Linked DNA regions of Mus musculus: region 2 is linked to region 1. A link is a contact called in public Micro-C data. All regions are on one chromosome and are shown on one strand. Each heading gives the region's core, a stretch centred on a gene start, on an enhancer-like site or on the middle of the called end of the contact. The rest is flanking DNA. Distances are from core to core; before and after follow the strand shown. Region 1 overlaps Gm31045 (a long non-coding RNA gene). Region 2 has its middle 24 kb from the start of 5430421F17Rik.

Region 1 (4,599 bases), core at 1,660-4,159:
TGGGTAAATAAGAAGCCACTAAGGCCTTGCCAAAAGAGGCCCAAGAGCCGAGGTTGAAGAACAATGGCTCTGTGGGACCCCTAGAGAGCTTGTCAGGCAGTGAGGGGGAGCGAGGCCTAGTCTCTGACTCCAGTGGACACTGTCCCTGAAGCAAACCAGTAAGAGACTGACCTGGGGTGGGGACAAAGACCACCTGTCAGTGGAAGACCTAGGCCAGGGGCAAAGGTGTCATTTAGGGCTGTGGCCCAGTTCATGGCTCTATAGCATAAGGTCACCACTTCCTGCTACTCTGGGAGGATAGGGACGACTGGAGGAAAAAGGTCTTTGCCAGCACTTACCAGAGTGCCCACACTGAGTACAGGCCAAGCATAACCACCCATGGCATGCTGGGGCTGTGTTTTAGGGTTGCACACTTGCCTCTGGGTGAGGTACTGTGTCATCTCAGGTGTACCATCTGGCCTTGTTCTTCGGGATCCTCGGGTGCAACACAGGTTAAGAGTGCCAGACAATGGCAGCGCACGCCTTTAATCCCAGCACTTAAGAGGCAGAGGCAGGTGGTTCTCTGAGTTTGAGGCCAGCCCGGTTGACAGAGCAAGTTCCAGGCTAGCCAGGGTTACATGGAGAAACTCTTGTCTTGAAACACACACACACACACACACACACACACACACACACACACCTCATAAGGGTTTTATGACAATTAATTAAAGCAGCATTGTAGTAGACAATAAATTAGCATACAACCGAATTAAACATTGTGTTAAACTTCCATATGTCAAGTTTATCTGGAGCAGAGGTGCAGCTCACACCTCCCAAGGGTTAGGGACAACCCTGCCTAGGTTCCGTCCCTAGCGCTGCAAAAACCAACAGCAGAAAAAAAAAAAAAAAAAAAAAAAAAAAAACGATCTTGCAGTTCTGGATCTTGGCCAGGGCTGGTATGTCTGAGCAAGGAATTGGCCTTCTTCCACATCCATGCATATTTAAATAGAGTAGTTCTGCTCGTTACTGTAGCGTGTCTGTAAAAAGAGCTCACAGCAAGAGGGACTTGTGGATAAACTCCTTCACACATCCACTGAGAGCTCAACACAATCCATCAGGATCAGCCTCGTCTTCCAACGTCCTGCAGACACGAAGCTTCTCCACTCGAGGGGCTGGGAGCCCCAGGGTGTTGATGGAAGCAGGGTGAGGCTTGCCGAGCCTGCCAGGCAATACTCAGCCTTGAACCCAAGTCAGCAGCCGACACAGTTGCAGGGAAGCTTTGACTGGAGGTCCCCCAAAGAAAGGGTCCCGCTGAGGGTGGATGGCTCCTTCTCCATTCCAACTCTGCAGTGGGAACCAAAGTTCATTGAAGATAATGTTCTCCAACAAGTAGAAGGAAGGAAAAAAAGTGGCCAAAGCCTACCAAGCTCAAAATTTTAGAGCTGAAAGGCATTTCAATCCTGAGCTCAAAGCAGCTAGTATGTGCATGCCTGTGTTTCTAGGCATAAATCATGGGGAAGGTATCAGAGAAGAGGAGAGTCCCATGGAGCATCACCTAGCCAGGATTCCTGAGTAGATAGCCCACTCCTGCTCCCAGGACAGCACTCAGCCTAGTGCTATGCAGTCTGGAGAAGGGACTCATCTAGGACTCTGTTGCTGTAGTCAGGGAGGACCTAGAGCAAACCCCTCCCACTTCCCAACCGAAGGCAGCACATGTCTTTGGCATCTTTCCCTACTGTTTCTTGGGTACCACTTTGTGTCCCAAGGCCTGGTCACAATACAGGTTTTATCTGCTCCTGTAACCACATCTTCTGAAAGGACAGAGAGGGGTCTGTGGGCATTGGATAGCCAAAGGGACCAGGCTCAAGTGGGTAATGTTAGTGGGGCTACAGGGCTATTAGGTTGAGATGAGCTAAGAATGGGACTCAGTGGTATACAACAGCACTCACCTAGCTAGTATGTCATATGCTCCAGTACTGAAGAGAGGCACACTGGGGGTGGTGGGGAGTTGGGGGTGTGGGGATTGGAGAAATAGACAAAGCTTGAAGCACCTGACCACAACTGACTATTCCCTCCCTCGATCTTCTCTGCTCCCATCTTTTATTTGTGACATCCCGTGAGAGAGGCGAAAAGCAGGTCCGAGGCAGCATCAGGACTTTCTCACCTTCAGATTGAACCACAACAGAAGCCATGTGCCAGCCAAGATACCTGGTTGCTTGGAGTCCCATCTTCTGCCTGCTGTTCTTTGAGCCTATATCGCTCACTCTGCGGTAGGTCCATGTGGGAGCTGAGGCCCATAAGGCTGTCCATCATACGGAGACATATAATACCGTCGCTTCTCTGATCGTCAGGAAGAGAGAGCTGGTCTTGCTCAGTACCAAGACAGTGTCCAAGAAGCATCTGTCTGGACTACTAGGAAGAGAGGGGGCCCTCAGAGACCATCTTCCATCCAGTTATCCACCCTCAACATGTGTGGCCCACCCTCGGTCCCCCTCATCTTGTGAAAGGTACCACTCAAAGGGCATGAATAGTGGAGACTTGCCAATCATGGACCCTGGGAAGCTGGGCCAGAGGTATCCAGGCCAGGGAGGGATGAGACCCTGTGGGGAAAGAACTCATGAAGAGCTAAGAAGTTTCTTAGAAACAAAAGCCTCTTTGGCTGGCCAGGGACTGTTGGATTGCTTGCTGAGCTCCCAAACCAGCCAGTGGGGGGAACAAGGTAGGGAAACGGTTGAGCCATAAACACAAGACAAAGAACAGGCAGTTCCAAGGAGCCAAGAATGCAAATCATTTGCAGGCCTCCGAGAGACTCTCAACCAAGGACCCCAGTGGGAGGTGGGATTGCCTACCGCTGCTGCAGAGGCCCTCTGTGCACATCAACTGCAGTTGAGTGTGAGCCTGCCTATGAGGGTCCCTGCTGAGTCACCCTCTGTGTGTACTGATGGCTCAGCGGTGAGTCACCGAGTGTGTGTCAGAGTCTGCTGGTGTATGTGTATGCTCCAGCGCAAAAGTATCTGAGGTTTGCCCGTGGGAGAGTGATGGTGTACTGTGAATGAGAATCAGGGAGCCAGGCAGAGTGGAGCGCAGGGGGGAGGCTGTGTTTAAAGGGCACCACACTTCATTCACGCTGTATATCACACACCACATTTCTGAACACAGTCCAGCGGGAGCCATCTGTCCCTTCTTCCTGCGGAACACTTCCCCTCCCCCACCCCCTGTGGAGCAGCAGCGCGGAATTCTTCAGGCAGCGGGAGGAGAGGACTTCTGAAATCCGTCAACCCGGACCCCCTTGCATTTTGCAGAGGGGACCATAGCCAAACACCACCGCTGCGGCCTAGGACAGCGAGGTGCAACTGAGGCTGGCACGGCATCCTCGATCGGTGTCTGAGTATACAGTGGGTCCTTTCTCCTTTCCCAGAAGGAATGAGATGACGTTGCATCTTTCAACTAAAATGCACTCAGAGCAGCCCCGTGCAAAAGGGGCTTGTCTTAATGGCTGGAATGGTTAAATAACCTAGAAGGCAGCAAGCACTGTACCAGACAGCCCTAGACCTAGATTCACTTGACTCCTTGACTCCTTTCCCTCCTCCCTGCCCCACCTCCCCCCTCCCCTTCTTGCCCCACCCAGATCAGAAGTCTCTCCCTGCACCAGCCAGGCCTTTTGGCAGCCCTGACCTACATGATTCAGAATTTGCTTCTGGGACACCACAGAAGTGTCACCTTCACGGGATTGCTGATGTTTTCCTTCCCTTAGCCATCAGCTTGGTGGCCACGTTGTCCTCACGGCTCAGTTTCCACGAAAAGGAATGGATAAAATAGGGGGTTGACTTTAGCAGTTCAAGAAAAATGGCTAAGTGAGGGTGAAGAGCTTGAACCTATTAACTCTTTTTTTAAAAGATTTATTTATGTTTTTATTATATGTAAGTACACTGTAGCTGTCTTCAGACACACCAGAAGAGGGAGTCAGATCTCGTTACAGATGGTTGTGAGCCACCATGTGGTTGCCGGAATTTGAACTCAGGACCTTCAGAAGAGCAATCAGGTGCTCTTACCTGTTGAGCCATCTCACCAGCCCCAAACCTATTAACTCTGAAGATCAGGTCTGAGGTTGGGTATGAGTTTTAATTGTCACATCCACTGATTCCCATATGGCTCAGAGTTGACCCAAACTTCAAAGAGGGGCTTCTGGCAATGGGTTAATTGTTCCTATTCCATATTAACTAAGCAGGTACTATGTCTACAGCACTGCTGAGACCATTCAGTAGTCTCATACCTTTCTCTGTATCCCTGGGGAGCAGAGGTTTATTATCTCATTTATCTAGAGACTTCAAAGGCCCTACACTCCAATAACATTTTGTCATTGATGATGGAATCTACTAAGATGCTCTGGGCATCAGGAGAAAAGAGAAAGGGAAGGACATCGCTGTCAGAACTGGTCTGGAGCTGGGCTCCTCTTATATCTCAGTCAATCCCATATTCAAGAGAACTCTGGTTAAAAACAAAAAACAAAACAAAACAAAACCAAAAAAAAAAACATGCCATAGAGAGGGGTCAGGAAGATGTCACGTGTAGCTGGCAGACTATTGATACAAGAGATGTTGACATCGGAAGAGTCCCTTG
Region 2 (4,774 bases), core at 1,071-3,570, 140 kb before region 1:
CAGCCCCCCCCCCCCCCCTGTGTAGTCCAAGATGGCCTCACACCCACTCCTCCTGCTTCAGCCTCCTAAGTTCTGGGATAAAGACGTGGGTACAATTATTAGTCTGTTTAAAATTTGATTTCCCTTGATATAAATTATCATATTTTATTGTTTGCCATATTTTACATGTTCAGAGTCCTGGTTTCATGGAATGACCTTGGGAAGGGATATATTTCTTATTGTAAAGTGTATGCCATATGCAATATGCCATTTTCACCATTTAATTACACAGCTCAGTGGTACTAAGTACATAGCATTCAACCACCGTCACTACCATCCGTCTCCAGAGCTCTTGTATCTTACAAAATTGAAGCTTTGTCCCCATTAAACAATAACTTCCTGACTCACTCCTGCTAGTCCCTAGCAACCACCCACTCGTTTTGTGTCTCCACAGAATTTATTGCTCCAAGTACCACAAACAAATGGACTCCTAGAATATTTGTCTTTTTGTGATGGGCTTATTTCACTTAGCATAACATCCTCAATGTTCACCCGTGAGGCAGCATATGCCAGAATTTTCTCCCCGTTTCAGACCAAGTAACTCTTTTATTGTTTTGTGTTTCCCATGTCTTGCTTACCCATTCACCCTTAGCAAATACGTGCGTTTACTGGTTTTTTGTTTGTTTGTTTGTTTGTTTTGTTTTCTTTTAACTATTGCTGCTGAGAACATAGGCATATAGATAGCTACATCTTCAAAACTCCGACTTCACTTCAGTTATTCTGGATGTGCATTCCCAGAAGCAGAATCACAGATCATAAAGTAATCCTCTTTTTAATTAAAAAAATCAATTTAAAAAAAAATGGACCAGCCATAGCATTTTCCATAGCAATAACCTGCAGCATTTTACAGCCCCACCAATGGACCGTATGAGCTCCATGCCCTTACCAGCTTGTTACTTCCCGTTTTTGTTATCTGTTGGCTGGTTTCTGTTATTTTGTAGTTTTGTTTGTTTTGATGGCAACCATCCTAATGGGGGTGAGGTGATAGCTCCCTGTGCCTCTGATATGTATTTCCCTAATGATTACTGCTGAGCACCTTAGCCTGCAATATTAGCTAATTGTGAGTCTACTTTGGGATGACAATAGAGCTTTGAGAGGAGAAGGAAAGAGCAAGCAGAAAGGATCGATACTAAAGCCCCAGGGATATAAAAACAAATGACTGCCATGAGACTGGAGCTTATATAGACTGAAGTCGGGCAGAAGGCTTGTACATGCCATTGGAGGGGATGCTGGCTGATTCTTGATTATCATCCACTCGACATTAATAGCGCCTTATACGTCAGACACGGGCCAGAGCATGCCAGAAATGCCAAGACTCTCTCTGCAGGAACTCTGAAGGTAGGCTGTTTTACTTTGGGTCAGGACACATACACAAAACAAAACACCAAACTTTACTGTGCAGCCAGGAAATACTGACTAACAATTAAAGACCAATTGCAGCTAACCTAAGGGGCGGGGGAAGAAAGACCAATTGCAGCAAACCTAAGGGGCGGGGGAAGAATTAGAGAAATTTGGGCCATGTGATATCCTGTAATGAGTGTGCTTTAAAGCTGTCGAGATTGCACAAGGTGTCACAAAATAATAATAGTAGTAATAAAAGACAATGACACCTAAACTCACTGTAATGCTACCACATATAAAATACACTCATATCTTTATATATAACATATATGTTGTTAAACAGTTATTTGGGGTGTGCCTACTACCTGCCAGACTCTGCGAGAGGCCCGCATCATCAGCTCATTCTACAAAGGAGAAAACACAGGCTTGGAGAACAGAGCACGATGGCTCAGGGGTGGGGTACCAAAACAGCCCCCTCCCACCTCTCGCTATAGAAAACTAAGTGACTGCTACTACTACCTTTCTTTGGAGCAAAGGATTCTGGGGGAACTGTAGCCCTGCGGTTGTCACGAGGCAGAGTACATGGGGCCGCTATTCTTCTCTCTCCATCATGGCTCACTGGGTTCCCCCGACATGCTTTGCTCTGGTAACATCAGCAGCTTTGCTAACGACTGGATTTCCCCGTAAAGTCTCTGGGATGCTACGTGACTCCAATCCAGACCATTATCTCAACTTCGAATGCCACGGGAACCCCCGTGGATGAGCATTCTGCGCTCCACTGTGGCCACTGTAGCAGGGAAGATGGGAGTGTTTGCTTTGCATGTTTTCTTTTTTTTATTTGGCCGTTGCCATGAACCTCGCAGGAGACCACAGGTCATGTTGAGCCAGCAAGCTGCAAGCCCAAGCTCTGTGGCATTCTTCAGAGAACTCAGTCAGAAATATCTCAGGCCTCAGAAAACCCAGACCAGCCTCCCAGGCTGGCTTGGTCACTGAGTTCTGACAATGCTGACTTTGAAAGAACTGGCAGGAACTTAATCCTGAATGAAAGACTACCGCAGCCAGATGTTTTGGCTCTGCTGAGGCTGAAGAGGACAAAGTGCAGCTGGGAGCTGAGGGCTGGAGTAGAGGTAGGGCTGGCTCAGTGACAGTGGCTTCAAACCACCAATATGAATCCCCTCACATGGGTTTTGAGGGTCAGAAACACAGGAACAGCTTTGCTAGGTGGTTCTGGCCCAAGGCCTGCAGTGAAGTTGTAGTCAAGCTCTTGACAAGGGTTTCAGTCTTCTGAAGGTTTGGCTGGCTAGGAAAATCCACATCAGACTTCCCACAAGGCCAGCCAGTAGTAAGGAGTCTCAGTTCCTTTCTTTGTGGTCCCCTACCTGCAGCTGCTATGTAAGATTGGCATGGTAGCTGGGTGGGGCTGAGTACTCCAGAGAGGGCAGGCAAAACAGCCCCAGGTAAAATAAAATGGTGGATGAGATTGGAGCATACAGAGACTGAGGGTGTGTAGATGCCACTGGGGTGGGCGCTGGCTGACCTTTGATTGCTTAGCATCCAGTTGACATTCACAGCACCTTATATGTTGGATATAGGAAGCTTCAGTGTCCTTTATAATGTATGCACAGATGTGGGCAATACCATGGTTCCTGCTATATTTGTTGGGTCATATCAACCTGTCGTTGCAGGATGTGAGAGCCATGCAGCAGTGTGGCTAGGAAGATGAAGTGGTTGCTGCACTCCCTACGTTCTGGTGGGCATGCCACTTCACGTGTACCTGTTAAATCCAAACTGACCACCATGTGGGAAATCTTACACCCACAGCTTTGTATTTTGACCTATGGAGGAGACAACAACTTCAGTTGTTCTGATGGACAATGCTATACAGCACAGCACTGTACCCCAATTTTTAATGTACCCCATTTTTAAACGTAGTTTATATACACTTGTGTAGTTTCCTCAATGAGACATGCAATAAGAGACAGCAAACTTAATTCTAGACACATGGTAGTTTAATCAAAAGTTACTGGGTGACCTATAGCCCCCCTCAAATTCTGCTTTTTTGTGTGTGCATTATTGTTTTGCCTACATGTATGTCTGTGTGAGAGTGTCGGATCCCTCAGAACTGGAGTTACAGACCATTGTGAGCTGCCGTGTAGGTGCTGGGAATTGAACCCGGTTCTCTGGAATAGCAGTCACTGCTCTTAACTGCTGAGCCATCTCTCCACCCCCAAATCCTGCTTTTTGTTACAGTCTGGGAATCTGGGGTTGTCAGAAAGGAAAAAATAATAAACAAAATCTTGGCCAGACACATGATCAGTCTAGTTCAGAGCAAAACTCCACGGGTGGCTGGCTGCCTCTTGCATCAGGAAGAAGATTGGCTTTTAGTTGGAAGGTCAGCAGGCACCTCCTGCCCACGGCCGGGACTAATGATGAAGCTCTCTGACATGGGGCTGCCCAATAACTCATGAGGCTGCAGGAAGCTCTGTTCCTGTGCACCCTGGGTTGGTAATGTGCAGTAGGCCAAGCAGGCACTCAAGAGGAAATGGTTCTAACAAGCAGAACTTCCTTTTAAATCTCTCCATGATTTGAAAACTAGCTCTAAACTGGAAAGCATGTCTGCTCTGTGGAGAAGGAAAAAAAAGGTTGGGGAGGGCGGGGACTTGCCTTGCACAACGTCACCATCACACACTAGTCTGTCTCGTGGAACTAATTCTGACTCTTTAGTGCTAGATCATAGAAGAGTCAGTGATTTGGGATGCTATATTCAGCCCAAGTGAAGCACGGTGGTACCAACACTCTCTGTAGTTGATATGACTGAAAACCAACCCTATGATCTCAGATTAGAAGCCAGAGGAGGAGAGGCCCCTCCTCCCCTGCCAGCCTTTCAGCCTTTGGGGTTTCCTGGGTTAACAGGTCTCCACTAGACATCCAATGAGGCAAAGTGACCTTCAGAAGCCTGAACCTCTTGTTTTTTCAGAGAGTTAACCTTGGCCCCTCTTGTTGTACACACCTCTCTTGTTGTACACACCTCAGCTTTTCCTATCCGTGGTTCTGCATTTGTGGCAACTACGGAGCCTCAAGGCTGCCTATGAAAAATGCTTTGTTATATTACATTGCCCCCTGGCTCCAATGAATCGCTCTGTAAATCACACTATTGTTAAAATGTCCTAGGAAAACTAAAACCACTTTCTGGGGCTCTGAGAACACAAGGACATTAATCAGAGGCAACCATTACAGGACGAATATTAGGGAAAGTAAAGAAATAAAAAAACACGGTTTTAATGTGTAGAGCTTAGAGAGGTGGGACTGGGGCCAAGCCAGAATATCTTCACTCGTTCAGAAATACCCTGATACAGGAATACATTATCTCTGAAGGCTTTAAACCCATTTAGTT

Evidence for each region. A called contact is a pair of places that touch in the nucleus more often than the background predicts.
Region 2: a Micro-C map of muscle stem cells shows a contact between it and region 1, with 3 times the contacts expected there. The contact joins two enhancer-like sites. A contact is called at or near these places in 1 of 484 Hi-C or Micro-C datasets (muscle stem cells) and 5 of 115 datasets of contacts at active chromatin or transcription factors (bone marrow-derived macrophages, craniofacial prominence, embryonic basal ganglia and 2 more).

The regions. Positions count from the first base shown.
Region 1 is chr8:25,462,767-25,467,365 of GRCm38.p6, forward strand. Gm31045 (a long non-coding RNA gene) reads right to left here. Exons shown (of 4, transcript XR_378820.2): 3 at 2,144-2,391; 4 at 903-1,323. Among named protein-coding and RNA genes, the nearest start is that of Gm30978, 11 kb to the left of the region's middle. Within about 2 kb of position 2,910, at least 250 of the 459 cell types and tissues checked have an H3K27ac peak or open chromatin away from gene starts, as enhancers often do. A contact at or near this core is called in fibro-adipogenic progenitors and muscle stem cells, where this site is marked.
Region 2 is chr8:25,327,546-25,332,319 of GRCm38.p6, forward strand. No RefSeq gene overlaps it. Among named protein-coding and RNA genes, the nearest start is that of 5430421F17Rik, 24 kb to the left of the region's middle. Within about 2 kb of position 2,321, at least 16 of the 459 cell types and tissues checked have an H3K27ac peak or open chromatin away from gene starts, as enhancers often do. A contact at or near this core is called in fibro-adipogenic progenitors and muscle stem cells, where this site is marked.